Linked DNA regions of Mus musculus: region 2 is linked to region 1. The links are chromatin contacts, called in public promoter capture Hi-C maps. All regions are on one chromosome and are shown on one strand. The core of a region is the stretch at or near the end of the contact, and the rest is flanking DNA. Distances in the headings are between cores, read along the strand shown. Region 1 holds the start of Edem2 (ER degradation enhancer, mannosidase alpha-like 2). Region 2 holds the start of Rprd1b (regulation of nuclear pre-mRNA domain containing 1B).

Region 1 (7,398 bases), core at 2,379-4,878:
TGTTGCAATTTGAGTAAGAAGCAATCATGACAAGCTGCGCGAAGCCTAGGTTCCCAGGAGGCAGCACAGGTTATGGAAACCTTATCAAGTGGAGGAAGTAAGTTGGGGGTGGGAGGCACAACTTGGGGTGGGTACCTTGTCCTTGGCCCATTCCTGTCTCCTGATCTCTGACTCCTATCAACCATGAGACAAAGCATCATCTCTCTGCCACATTATTGCCCAAGCACATGGGGTAGGCCACCGTGTATGAGGCCTCTGGGACTGTGAGCCAAAATACATTCTTCCTCCTTTTAAGATGTTCTCTCTCTCTCTCTCTCTCTCTCTCTCTCTCTCTCTCTCTCTCTCTCTCTCTCTCTCTCTCGTGTGGTCGCCGCGATGATAGAAAGTGACTAGTATAACCTGTAAAGGACTTCGTACAAGCCATGTATGTGACAGAGTGGTTGGCTTTGTTATTCTCTTTTTGTCACTGCACGTGGCTAACTAGAATATAATAAGCTTTTGAAAAGGACGGTGTCAATGTCCCTCTGTCTCTCACTGAGCTATGCATGTCTACCACAGGCCCCCTGCAAATATTTGCTCAACGAACAAATGAACCTGTGCGAGTTGGTTTCTCTTGGAACTTGGCATTCCCTCCTATGCAGTTGGGTAACCAGAGTCTGGTGGCTCAGAATCATGAGATGAAAGGCCTAGGGGAGGAATTTACTTTGCACCCACAGACAAGCTATTAAAAGAGGAAGGATGTCGGTTGGGCAATGACAGAGTGGGAAACAAACAGATGGGATACTTACCAGCAAGGTGTCCAGGGCATCAATTAGCGTCAGAGAAAAACTGTGAAAAGACAAAAAAGTCCCGCTGCTTCATAAGAACATCAAACACCAGATTCACAACTGCCCAGATCTAAGCGAGGCATAGCCATGTCCCTATCCATCCCACTTACAGTTATAACAGAGGAATCAGAGGGAAACTCCGAGTCCCTTGACTGCCTGGTGCAGCAGTACTGTAATTAACAGGTCACCTATGTCTCCTGGCATTCTTCCCTACTATAGAGAGGCAGCACGGAATTACGGCGTGGTAAGAGTTGGGGAATGTGTTACGTATGACATCAAAAGACTAGAAACTACCAGTTGCTCACAAGTTGAAGAGTGACAGACAAACGGATACAAACAAGTACAAATGTATGACATTATTAAGGTTATCGGGAGTTCTGTGTACTAACAAGATGATCATGCTGTTCAGTGGAAAACACGGTGTATGAAGTAAGCCACACAGCATGTTTTCATCTGCATTTCACAGTGCTGGGAGGGGGCTGGACAGACAGCTCAGGGCTTGAGAGCCCTTACTGCTCTTGGAGAGGACCTGAGTTTAGTTCCCAGCAGCAATGTGGGGGTTCACAGCTGCTAGCAACTTCAGTTCCAGGGACTCTAGCCAGGAGCCCCCACAGGCTCCTGCACACATATGGTGTGCCTAAATTCATGCAAAGCAAACACATATACTACTAATAAAATTTAAAAAGCCATACTGACAGAAAGCAAATGTGCTGCTGTTAGGGCCAGTAACCACAGAGGGATAATACATAAGGCGCACTTTTTTTTAGGTTAAAGAAGTATTCTTCTATCTGCTAGTTGTGATGGTGATTACTATACATTTTAAAGGGGGTACTTTATTACATGGCAATTATACCTTTAATAAGGTGATTTTTTTTTTACAAAGATACACAGTAGCCAGGTGTGAGATATGCCTGCAGTCCCAGCACGGGGGGTGGGGGGATGATAGGGATTCAGAAGGCCTGAGAGTTTAAAACTAGTCTGGGCCATATAGCAAGATCCTGTCTCAATAAACACATAACACGTATATGCACACCTGTGTAATTGTATAAACTGAGAACATTCTACAATGATCTACAGGACATACACAGGTTGTAGACCTAAGGAATGAGATACTCAGCAAGCATGACTCTATCCTGCTCAGTGAGCCATGTGTTTGCACTTGCTTTCTGTTCCAACTAAGAAATAAAAATTGGCACACGTTCCTAGCTTACTTGCCTAGCCCCTGGCATCAGAGAGCATGCTATCACGTATAAATATTTGTAGTACGAGGATAATGAGGCAGGGGTGAGAGGGAGCACCTGCAATCCAGCACCTGGGAAGGAGAGGCAGGAGCACCCCAAGTTCATGGTCATTGTTGGCGATGTGGTAAGTCTGAGGCCAGCCTGAGCTATGTGAGACCTATCTCAAACAAGCAAGCAAGCAAGAAATAAAAGACCTCAGCAACTGGAGAGATGGCTCAGTGGTTGAGAGCACTGGTTGATCATCTCATACCCACAGGGCACCTCACACTGTCTGTAGTTCAAGTTCCAGGGAACCTGACACCCTCACATGGTTATAGATACAGGCAAACAGCCAGTGCGCACTAAATCAATAAATCATTCTATAAAAACGAAGCAAAACAAAACAAAACAAAAACCAACTCAGGATTACAGCCCTAGTGTCAGTTTTGGCTAATGCAATGATTCTTTGCTCGACTGGGTTCTTTATTCCAGTGAAAATGAAAAGATGATATGGTAACACAGAATTACTAAACGAAAATGAATCAGGTGACTTGTATGTATGGCGGTGAGAGGAGTTGGTATGAAGCTAGACGGGAAATATTTTTCAGTCATAAAGAGTACACCAACTACAAAGGGTCTTAACTGTGGGGAGAATAACGTTCCTCCTGGGCCTGTGCGCCCACCTATAAAATGAAGGAGTTGAGTTTCCTGACTCCCGGGAGTTTTTTCAAAATATTTTGTGACTCCAGAAATGTCCCCAAGTCCTCATACGTGGTTGCCTGTTCGGCTGAGGTGAGTCCAGAGGGCTAGCCTGCCAAGTTAAGCCAAGACTTTTTTGTACTGTGAAAAGCTGTGTAGTTCTGACAGCGCTGGTTTGGACTGAGGGGACGGGGTTGAATCAGCCCAGGTCGGAAACTTTCCACAATCAGTGAGACCATGAAGCCACCAGCCCTCCTATGATCCCGGCCAACCCCCTTGGCCCTCAAGCTGGCTCTACCTGCCCCAGGTGTCGTGCCCATCACAGGTGAGAGGTCTCAGCTCATCGTAGGGAAAGGCATTTTCCAGGTAACTGTCGTAGGCGTGGTAGAACATGGCCTTGACTCGCTCCCTGGTTCGAGGGATGAGAAATAAGGTAGGGGGCCAGAACACAAAACCAGGCGGGAGAAAGGACCAGACACAGGACGGAGAATGGGAACCACAAAATGATTTCTGCCGAGGGCCCAGCAGCGGGACCAGAGCACGTCAGGGTGGGGGTCCTGGGGTGGAGGGAAGGGAAGGGACCCGGTGGGCGCTTGCCACTCCCCAGCCGTAGAGAGCGGGAGCCTGGCCCCCTTCACCTGTAGTGGGCGGGGTCGGGCGCGGTGCCGTCGGGGCCTGGCGCACCATGGTGCAGGGGTAGCAGCACGCACACGAGGCCGAGCGGGATGAGTAGCCGGAAAGGCATAGAGCTCGTGTCCTGTCAGTGCCGCCGCAGCAGCTGCAGCCACCGCCACCAGCTCATCCTCCGAGCCGCGGCTGGTTCTTCCGGGGATACGCACCACGACGCCTGCGCGTTGGGCAAGAAGCCTCTCACTTCCTGACTACAAAGCCCAGGATGCAATGGGCGGTGGAGCCCTGGCAAAAGAGCATCTCGGGATTTCTGGTCTACAGAGAGGAGTTCAACGTGTCTTAAAGACAGTGGTTGCTGTGGCTGCTGTTAATAATGTTTTCACAATCCCAGTTTCTGTTTGTTGAGCACCTTCGGTGAATTAAAGTGTTAGGAGCACTTTACAGGCGCCATCTAGTTAATTTTTGTTTTTTTTCCAAATACCTTTTAAAGGAGGGGCTAGCAGGTACTCAAGATTTGAGCAGATGCCTATGTAAATATGGATGAAAAATGTTCGGCTTTGACTATAATAGACACAGGGTTTGACAAACCATTGTGTAAGTAAACTCTAGAATTATTTTCCCAAAGCCTTAAGGTTTCCAGAAATCCCTTTTGTTCTAGGAATTCATACATTTATGACGGTCTTTCACTTTAGGGTGCCATGAAATCACGGTCCCTTCAGTCTCTAAATCAACCCAGGACTTTACCTGGACCATCTCAGTGGCTGCCATCCCTGGTGAGAATGAAGACCCAGCATTCTTCCTTTAAGAACATCTGGGCCGGCCGGGCGGTGGTGGTGCACGCCTTTAATCCCAGCACTTGGGAGGCAGAGGCAGGCACATTTCTGAGTTCGAGGTCAGCCTGGTCTACAAAGTCAGTTCCAGGACAGCCAGGACTACACAGAGAAACCCTGTCTCGAAAAAACAAAATAAAACAAAATAAAAAGAACATCTGGGCCAGTTTCCCCACTCTCTTGCTAGGTCCTAGACTCTGTTAGTGCGCTATCTACAGCAACCCCCTTCTCTTTGGTCAGTGGAATGAGCTGTAGACAACCCTAGATTTGAAGTTCGATTGGGGTTCATTACGACTCTACCATTCACACATAACCTATATAACCTTAAAGGAGTCCCTCTCATCCTCCAGGCACAGCACCCACATTTATGAAAGGGTTTGTCTAAACTGATATTTGAGATCCTTTTAATTTGAACTTTTCTTTAATTCTAGCATTGCCCAACTCTTCTTTGCTGAAAAATTCAGAGGGAAATGGCTGCTCCATTTATTGAGCAAAGTGCAGGCAGACTCTGCCTTCTTTGGCCCAGTTGTTTGTTTGTTTGTTTGTTTGTTTGTTAATTCTTGTTCTTTGACAATTTCATATATGTATGAATATGTTCTGGTCACCGCCCCTCCCCCATTACCTTCACCATTCTTCTCTCCTCCTTTTTCCTCCCAAACCCCTCCTACTGTCATTTTTTGTGGTTGTGATTGGGGTAGATTAGGTTTAATTAGGGCTGCTTACATAAGCATAGGTGAAGAGTTATAAGCAAGTTTGGAGCACACAATAATATTATTTATTTATGTACATGAGGATTTTGTACATAATTTTGTGCATGCCAGGTCACCTCTGAGGCCAGAAAAGGGTGTAGAGTCCTCTGGGTCTAGAATTATAGGTATTGTGAGCTTCCATGTGGTGCTAAGACTCAACCCAGGTGCTCTAGAAGAGTAGTTAGTACTCTTAACCATTGATCCATCTCTCCAATCCCAATCCAGCATTCTTGAAAATATCCCTCATTAAGTGTCCCAAAGTGCCATCAGTTGATAAACAAATTAAACTCCATATCTAACCCAAAGTGGGTCCTAAATTCAATAAAAAGGTTTTAGTATAGATGGGTCAAGGGTCAATGTGTCAGTGTTAAATTGGGGCAGTATTATTAGGAGTGTGGCCTCACCTTTTTTTCTCATTTATAAATTATGAAGAATATTAATACCTGCTTAATAGGGTTAGAGGATTCAGTGAACCATATAAAATGCCTATAATAATGGCATAGCAAATACTGAGTCACTAGGAGAATATTTTTTAAATACTTCTTAGAGGGGCCAGATAGAAGGGAAACCAAAAGAAACTAAGACCTGGATAATAACACAGGGAGACTGTATAGGTTTCCCAAGCTACTAGAACAAATTATCACCAACATGGAAGCTTAAAGCAAGAGAAATTTATTCTCCCATTTCTGGAATTCAGAAGCTAGTTTCACTGATCCTAAACCAACATTTTGAAAAAGTTTCCCTCCCCTCCTTCCTAATGCTTAAGAGGAGAGCCTGCTTGTCTTAATCAGGGTTTCTACGGCTGTGACCAGATACCACGATTAAAAGCAACTTGGGCAGGAAAAGTCTTATTTGGCTTATATCTCCTAATCACAGTTCACTGAGGGAAGTCAAGACAGGAGCCTAGAGGCAGCAGCTGATGCAGAGGCCACGGAGGAGTGCTGCTTACCGGCTTGCTTCTCATGGCTTGCTCAACCTGCTTTCTGGTAGGAGCCAGGACCACCAGCCCAGGGACGACACCATCTACAATGAGCTGGGACTTTCCCCATCAATCACTAATTAAGAAAATGTCCTACAGCCTTGCCTACAGAGCATTTTTTTCAGCTGAGGATCCCTCCTGTCTGATGACTACAGCTTGTGTCAAGTCGCCTAAAACAATCCAGCACACTGCTTCTTCCCTGTCCAGACTCTCCTGACAGTTTGAATCCCTCAGCTTAGAACTGTGTCATTCCAGTCTGTGGTTCCGTCTGCATGTCCCTCTTTCTGTCTCTGTCCTCTTTTATTATATCTCCCTCTGCTTCTCTCTCATAAAACCTTTTTATTATATTTATTTAGAACCCATCTTGAAAATCTTGGATAATCTCCCATCTCAAGATCCTTGATGAGACCTTCAAGGTCTCTTTCCAAATAAGATAACACAGGTTCTAGGGCCGATGATGGAGACGTTAGAGGGCTCCTTTTCAGCTTAGTATAGGCACTAAGTATTTTTCAGGCATAAGCTTTTCTTTATGATGAAAGCTAACTTAGCCTAAGCATCCTTTTCCATGTCATAAGCCCTATAGCTTAGCTTTTGTCTCCTATTCAGAACTTTGGTGTGGGTGAAATACTTGCAGGTAGAGCGGGACAAGGCTGCTGGATTTGGTAATGTGTGTTCCTATGAACAGAGCAGAAATAGTTCAGGTTCTTAATGTCTTTTCTTACTCTGATAAAAACATAGCTTTTCGGGCTGGTGAGATGGCTCAGTGGGTAAGAGCACCCGACTGCTCTTCCGAAGGTCCAAAGTTCAAATCCCAGCAACCACATGGTGGCTCACAACCATCCGCAACAAGATCTGACTCCCTCTTCTGGAGTGTCTGAAGACAGCTACAGTGTACTTACATATATTAATAAAATAAATCTTTAAAAAAAAAAAAAACATAGCTTTTCAGCACTCACAGAATGAAGCAAGTCAAGATTTCACAATTCTTTTGTGGCTGATTTCACACTTCTCTGATGAGACAAATATATATATATATATGTTTTACACCCCAAAGAAGGATTAGAATTCTTCTCTCCTGGCTTCATCCCCTTACTCTCTTTGTGATGTTATGATCTAGCTCAGGAGGGTGTGGTCCAGTAAAATGGCCAACTATAATATTTACACATAATGAGTCTCAGAGTGAGTCAGTCACCAAAGTGCCCTAATCCTCAATTTCTATATTTTAATGCAGAAATTGACAAGGCCAGAAAGGATGGTGTGTCCAGATCAAATGGGAAAATGGAGGTGAAAAGTCAGTCCCAGCACAATAACTTGGATATATCGGTCTTGTTTTTGTTGGTTTTTTGTTTTGTTTTGAGACAAGGTTTCTCTGTGTAGCCCTAGCTGCCCTGGAATTGGTCTGTTCACCAGGCTGGCCTCGAACTCACAGAGATCCACCTGCCTCTGCCTACTGAGTTCTGAGAT
Region 2 (7,398 bases), core at 3,005-5,504, 2.3 Mb after region 1:
GAATGAGGGTCCTCGAAGCTAGGTGGGTAAGGATTCAGCGGTGACAAACAGAAACAAACACAGAGGCAGTTTGAATCTGAGTGTCTGGAGGTGTAAGGTCTAGGGGATGTGCTAGGTAATGACGGTCTTCTGGCTAGCAGAGTCCCTAAGTGGCACAGGAGATCACACAAGAGCCAGAGAGTGCATGTGTACACTTGTTTGGTATTCTCCTTATCATAAAGCTACTTCAATCAAGGGAGCTCCACTTTAACACCCTTAATTGTTAATAATCCCAGTTGCTTCCCCAAAGCCATACCTCTAAATGCCAAAGTGCACATTCGCTCAGTGCCCCACAACTGAAACTTTTGTGGAATACAAGTTTGTTACTTAAAAACCTCATAAAAAAGAGAAAAACAATTCACTGGCAAATTCTAGCCAACCTTTAGAGATGAACGAATACAAATTCTGCACGATATAGAAGGAGATGACAAAGAAACACCTGCCATTTTTTTTAAAGTCAGTAGGATGCCGATACCCAAACCAAAAACAGCACAAAACAGTACCAAAGCTAAACACTAAGGTCAGAGTCAGGCTTGGTGGCATAAAATTTTAATCCCGGCACTTAGGAAGCAGAGACAGGCCTACCTCTGAAAAGTTGACTTCTGACCTCAACATGGGCATGCACACATGCACATGTACACACATACACCCATGCACACACAAAGTAAACAAACATAAACAAAAACACTTTAAGATGCTTAAGGGGGGAGGGTTGCTGAAGAAATGGCTCAGTGGGTAGAGGTGCTTACTACCAAGCCTGACAACCTGACTTCCATCCCCAGGACCACATGGTGGGAAGGGGAAAACCAACTTCTGCAAGTTGCCCTCTGATATTCATAGGAGTGCTAGGCATACAGTGTAATTAATAACACAAGTAATTAATAAAGAGCAACAACAAAAACCTAAAGACTAATTTCCTTCACGTCTACAGACACCCAAGTCCTAAACTAAATAACGGCATACACTTTAGCAGTGCATAAAAAGTGACAGATTGGTGCTGGAGAGATGGCTCAGCGGTTAAGATCACTGTCTGTTCTTTCAGAAGTCATGAGTTCAATTCCCAGCAACCACATGGTGGCTTACAACCATCTGTAATGAGATATGATGCCCTCTTCTGGGGTGTGTCTGAAGACAGCTACAGTGTACTCATATTTATAAGAATAAATAAAAATCGACCTTTCAACTGTGACATGTCCTGAGCCTCAGCCTCTCTCTGCACCTTTTCTCTTATGACTCCTACAATTTCTGTAGCCCAGAACTTGCCCTTGAGCTCCAGACTGATAAATTCAATTGCCTATATACCTGTATAGATGGCCTCCTGTACCTGTGAGCCCCAAACCACCAATTCAACCAAGCACAGACCATAATTATTTGGTTAAAAGAAACAAAAACAAAAAACCCACTGACATTGTACTGAACATCTAGTCTGTTCCTTAGTGTTACTTATTTCTTAAAAAGTAGTTACAATGTCTACCCATCATTTATATATGTAGTATATTATACTATATATAACCTAGACATAATGTGGCACCTGTGTGTGTGGTGGGTACATGTGTCCTAGAAGCAATTCCCTAGACACTGAGCAGTGACTGGTGACTATTTCTAGATAAGCATTTTCAATCAAACATGTCCACCCTGCTGTTTTCATTGCTCAAACCCATCTGTCTGTCTGTCCTCAGTAAACAGAAACTCTGTTCTCCTAGTTGCTTAGGTCAGTATTCCTGGGGCCAACCCTTGCCTTCTTTCTTTCTTTCTTTCTTTCTTTCTTTCTTTCTTTCTTTCTTTCTTTTTTTTTTCGAGACAGGGTTTCTCTGTTTCTCTGTATAGCCCTGGCCGTCCTGGAACTCACTTTGTAGACCAGGCTGGCCTTGAACTCAGAAATCCACCTGCCTCTGCCTCCCAAGTGCTGGGATTAAAGGCGTGCGCCACCACGCCCGGCTCCTTGCCTTCTTTCATATCTAATCCCAATCTACCAGCAAATCCTGTTATCTCTTCCTTTAAAGTATCTCCACCTTCTGTCCTTTTCCTGCTTCCTCCACCGGCAAAATCCTGGACTGCGTCACCCTTTCACCTGGGTTATTACAGCAGCTGACAACCTGGCCTTCCTGTCTTTCTTGTACTATGTTCGTCTCCTACATAATAGCCTTGCTTATGTAAGCAAAGCCTGCGTGCAAATGCCACAACAGAACAGTGCAGTAAGAATCAGTGCTCTGTCCTCACTTGCTACTGACCGTTCAGAGAACACTAAACCCTTACTCGTGCCTACCGGTGCCCACGTGACACGGTCCCTCCATACTCTTCTGGCTTTATGTCTAACTACCTTCTGGTTTCTATCACTCTGGTATACCATCTTTTCAAGTCCTCAAAACTGCTAACAAGGGTGTGAAGTTGGTTTTCTCATTATCTGGAAAGATAGCTTATGGCTTGTTCTCTAGCTCCTTGCAAGCAACCAAATGCTACTTTATCCTCTCCGAAGGGCATATATAACATACTTCTATGTGACCAACTTACATTTTCTCAAGCCCATGCATTCCCTACCCCCTTGGCTTCCTGGATTTTTATGAAAATCATTTTTTTGTTTCATTTTATACTTGCATGTCCATTTTTCTCTTCTCTAGAAGGCAAGTTCCCAAGGGCAGGGACAGCTTGTCTGTTTTCCCAGAACAGTGCTTCAAACACAGATGCTCAGAAATTATTCACTGAATGAAGGAACCTTTGGCTAATATGTGAGGAATTTGGGATCAGGTGATTTGACTGAGTCAGGCCTTGACTGAATTCTAGTTTTGCCATTTCCTGGCTATGCCCAAGCAGCTCTGGACAGGTAACTCACTCGAATCTCATGTGTTCTCATTATCAAATGGTGATAGCAATCCCCGTGCCAGAGCACTGTTGTTAAGGACTGACATTTAAAATAGTAACATCTGGATACATAGACTTAGTACAAAGGGTACTCAGAACATGAGTTACTCAGTACTCAGCAACTATTTAGATGAGGTCTCAAAAGCCCGAGCTTTTTTGTAAGGTGGGGTCTTAAAAGCTGGTCTGGAATTTACTGCACAGACCAAGCTGGCCTGGAACCCTCAGGAGAACCACCTGCCTCTGCCTCCCTATATCATTATAAGGTGTTGACTTGTGCGTTAATTCAATCAGCTATGAATTCAGCTTTGATTCCAGATGCTGGGACACACTTAGATACACTCTCTTCATTCAGATCTTAGCTCTGTGAGCTTGAAACTTATGTGATCACCACACCTCTGTAACCTGTTTCCTCAGTTGTTAAACCGTGAGACGATAACACTTACCTCATAGCTTTGAAAAGTGTCTAGCACATAGAAACTTCTCAACTACACTAGCTATGATCATGATGCACTCCAGGTGAAGAAGGGTCAAAGCATGTATATTAGGGACAGAGAAGTTAAGAAAACCAGGCATCAACTATAGGAATGTCTTTTAGGCTGGGAGGGGACTCACATCTAATAAGTTCAACAACGTCAGGGAGTTGTAGGTATGTGTGTTGGGGGGGGGGTGCACGCACAGAGGACGTCAGGTGTCCCGCTCAATCACTCTCCAGCTTATTCTTTTGAGACTGAGTCTTTCACTGAACCTGGAGTTAAGCAGGCATCTAGCAAGCTCCGGCGATCTTCCTGTCTCAGCCCCAGAACACTGAAGTTACAGACCTGGCCCACCAACTTGGGCTTTTTAATGATGGGAACACAAATCCTCATTCTTGCATAGCAAGCACTTGGAGCCATCACACCCCTCCAAAAAAAAAGTTGTGTGTGTGTGGGGCCAGACTCAGTAGAGGTCAGTAGACGGCGCAGTTCCACCAGGTGAGAAAAGGGGTATCACTTCGGAAGTCAGAACAGGAACCAAAGTGGGGAGCCCTGCCAAGAGTTCGTGTCTTTAAAGGAACTAGAGGAGCGCTGGGGAGAGGGGCCCAGGCACGGAGGGAGGTGTGGCCTAGGCCAGCCACCAAAGCGACGCGGCCCTTCCCACACCCAGCTCCCGCGCTTCCTGCCTCAGTGTGTCCTAAGGATTCGTTTCTGGACGCTCCTAAGCGGCTGGGCTCCCTTACACTCCCGCCACTCTTACCTCGTCTTCCAGTCTTTCCCTCACTCTCCCGCCTCCTGCACCCTAGGCGGAAATGACGACTAAGTAGTGCGTCGCGCCGCGCCAGAAAGGTTCTGCGGAGCGGGAAAAAGGGTTCCGGTGAGGCTCACTGCGCCGGCGCGCGGGCGCGAGCGGTTAAAGCGCATTTTCGGTGTTCGAGGACCTGGATTTGTTCCCTCGGCCTGGCCGGCTAGAAGTCAGGGACCAAGGATACTGCCGCCTCCTAAGGATCGTTTTCCTCCGGCTCCGAAGCCTCTCGGCGCCCGGCTGTGGCCCTTGCCCTTTGACCCCCGTGGCGGCGGGGTGAGAGGTCGGGTGGCCATCTTGTGGCGGCGGCGCGGGCGGCTGTTACTGCGGAGACCTGTCCCCTCCCCCCACCTGGTACCCCGAGCTGTCTGTCAGTCGGCGGAGAGCCCTGCAGCCTGTCAGCGGAGGCCTGGGCCGAGTGCGGTCGCTTTCCCCGTCTCATCGGGCGGCCCGGGCTGCTCCCCACCACCGCCACCATGTCCTCCTTCTCAGAATCGGCGCTGGAAAAGAAGCTCTCAGAGCTGAGCAACTCTCAGCAGAGCGTGCAGACCCTCTCCCTGTGGCTCATCCACCACCGCAAGCACGCAGGACCCATCGTCTCCGTGTGGCACCGCGAGCTCCGCAAAGGTGATCACCCGCACCCCGGCTCTCCCATGGCTGTGTTCCCTCATCCACTCTCCCGCAGCCCTGTGGCTTCTTAAGCCTTGTTTTGCAGGCCTGGGGCTCTGATGGAGGGTCTGAGGTTGGAAACGGTGTTATTTTATGACTTGGAGAGGGAAACTGAGGCCCGGTAAGGTATGGGAGATTCGTCTGAAGTTCCAAGGGCGCAAATGCCCAGACTTGAAGTTACTCAGCTCCTTCCCTCATCAGGCTTCCCCCTCACACCTTACGACAGTTGTTTTTGTTTTTGTTTTAAATCGTGGCTGTGTTTGGAGCTGGGAGCCCCGTGTTGGGCAATTGGAATACGATCCAGCCGTCTCTGGTCAGACTGCCCACATTAAGACCTGGTGCAAACGTGTTCTAGCTAAGTGATCCTGGGAACGTTTCTTCATATCCTTGTGCCGGTGTATTCTAATCTGTAAAACGGATACAAACTTACCTGTACTTCCAAAGCCTTGACTCCGTGTTAGTTACTATCCATAGACTTGAGAACAGGATGGTAAATTGGGTAGCCTTCTGCCCTTGCCACTAAATTCAGACTCTCACGATATTCCCCGAGCGCTACCTGTTTCTTGCCAGGCCCGGTGTTGGATGCAAGTTGTTTCTGGCTACTGTCTGGAAGTTAAGTCTATCTGTCACTGAACCCAACAGTTTAACCTCTATGTCCTTTATTCCTTATATAGAAAATGGAGATGATGGTAGTTTATGTTATTGTGGCTTTATTATGTGCTGCTATCTTTATGCGGGTTGCTTTTGTTTTTGCTTTGGGACAGAACCTTTAGCCTTTACAGGTCTGGATCTCCCTATGTAGACCAGGCTGGCCTCGAACTCAGACCCGCCTGTTTCTGCCTCCCAAATGCTGGGATTAGTGACTTGTGCCACCATACTGGATGGTTCTTTGTTTTTTTTTTGTTTGCTTGTTTTTTGTTTTGTTTTGTTTTTTTAAATTCTTGGGTTTTTTTTTTTTGAAGTAGGAATTTTACAGATGGGGAAAACACAGGGCTCAACAAAGCCGATTCTGGTAAGAAGCCAGGCTAATCCAGGAAGCATTTTAGTGTGCTGTGGGCACAGTGCACGCTTTCATAGAAGTGGTGAGTTAGGACTGGTGAACGCCCTGTACTGCTTGGTCTTTGCCTTCAGGTTGCTACATCCAGGTGTGGAGCAGCGGGCAGGTACAGTGCTAACTCACACTGTGCTGGCTTCCTAAGCAGAAGACTGAAGAGTCGAAGCTTGGCTGTTGTAGACGAGGAAACTGAAATGGAGAAATGGAGAGTGCGATAGTCAAAGTCTTTGAACTGATGAGGCTCCATGGCAGGCACCAAACTCCAGGGTTTTTCAGGAGACTGGACTCTAGACTTCTTGAAGAGCCTCCCAGTTATGATTTGCTATTCTGACATAGGATTTCCTTCAGCCCTCTGGGGCAATTAGGTAGAGCCTATCTACAGCATCTGTGGAGACAGGAAAAAACTGTTTGTGACCTTTGCTGAATTCCCTTTGGCAGAGTCTCTTGATCATCTTGAAATCATCAGCCCATCTCAGTCTGGTGAAGCCTTCCTTCCCAATTTCTCACATTTATTTATTTATTTAGAGTCCTAGAAAAATAGCCATTTAGAGAAGTCTTTTGTTGCTGAAGCTCCTTTATTGATAATCTTATCTGGTGGGCCTTACATAGCAAGTAGGCTGGCATTCTTATCCCCATTTCATAGAAGATACAGCAAGACCAGTGGCTTGTTCAGCAGTCTAAACTGGGACATGGGCCCAGGGAGGACTGCTACCAAGACTTAATGCTTTTTCAGGTACCTAGTGCCTCAGTGACCTTAAGTCCATTCTATCCTCTGCTATCCTATCCCACCACTTGCCTTTACTTCATTTTACTTCTATCTCTTTCTCTAGGTTTGTTTTGTCAGGGCCCTGTAATGCACTTAGAATTGTGCCTATCACACAGTTAACAATTAGTTTAGTAGTTTAGTTGTACTTCTGATAATGTTTTCATGTTTGAGTAAAGAGAGGACCCTAAATGGGATTGGTTTAACTATCTGTGGCAATTTCAGAGCTGTGTCTCTGCTGTCCACAAGGCAGCACATAGGTTATTTCTCCACTGGTGAACTGAGCCAATTCAAGCCAGATTAGATTATATTAAAGGCTGGTTTATTGGGAAGCTGCTCTAGGGCAGTTTGGTTTTGGACCTGAGACAGGAACTGAGGTGCATATTTTACATATCAAAACAGACGTGGCCTTCAGGTTCTCCCAGCATCCCTCAGTCCCTACCTGGCATTCCCTGTCCCAACCCTGAACTTTCCAGACCAGCCTCTGTGCTGCCCTTCTCCTAAAGGCTCGTGCCTATTAATCCAGACGTTTTAGTCTCTCTCTCCTCTTTCTCTGCTTGAGCACACTTTCTCCACCCACCCCCAACCCCATAGTGACTTCCCTGGCCTTCCTTGGGGCCAGTGAATTTTTCCTGTGGGGAACAGTTTCCCAATAAACCAGCCTTTAATATATTCTAATCTGGCTTAAATTGGCTCATTTCACAAGCAGAGAAATAACCTAACAACAGTCACTATC

The links. Promoter capture Hi-C pulls out the DNA fragments that hold promoters and counts their contacts.
Region 2: a contact with region 1 is called in a promoter capture Hi-C map of liver, with 5 times the contacts expected there. The contact joins the promoter of Rprd1b here to the promoter of Edem2 in region 1. A contact is called at or near these places in 2 of 39 promoter capture datasets (liver and pre-B cells).

The regions. Positions count from the first base shown.
Region 1 is chr2:155,725,847-155,733,244 of GRCm38.p6, forward strand. Edem2 (ER degradation enhancer, mannosidase alpha-like 2) reads right to left here and starts at 3,629. Exons shown (of 11, transcript NM_145537.2): 1 at 3,385-3,629; 2 at 3,045-3,155; 3 at 789-828. The coding sequence starts at 3,491.
Region 2 is chr2:158,024,243-158,031,640 of GRCm38.p6, forward strand. It overlaps Rprd1b (regulation of nuclear pre-mRNA domain containing 1B), which reads left to right and starts at 4,255. Exons shown (of 7, transcript NM_001291134.1): 1 at 4,255-4,803. The coding sequence starts at 4,653. It overlaps Tti1 (TELO2 interacting protein 1), which reads right to left and starts at 4,192. Exons shown (of 8, transcript NM_029282.2): 1 at 4,132-4,192.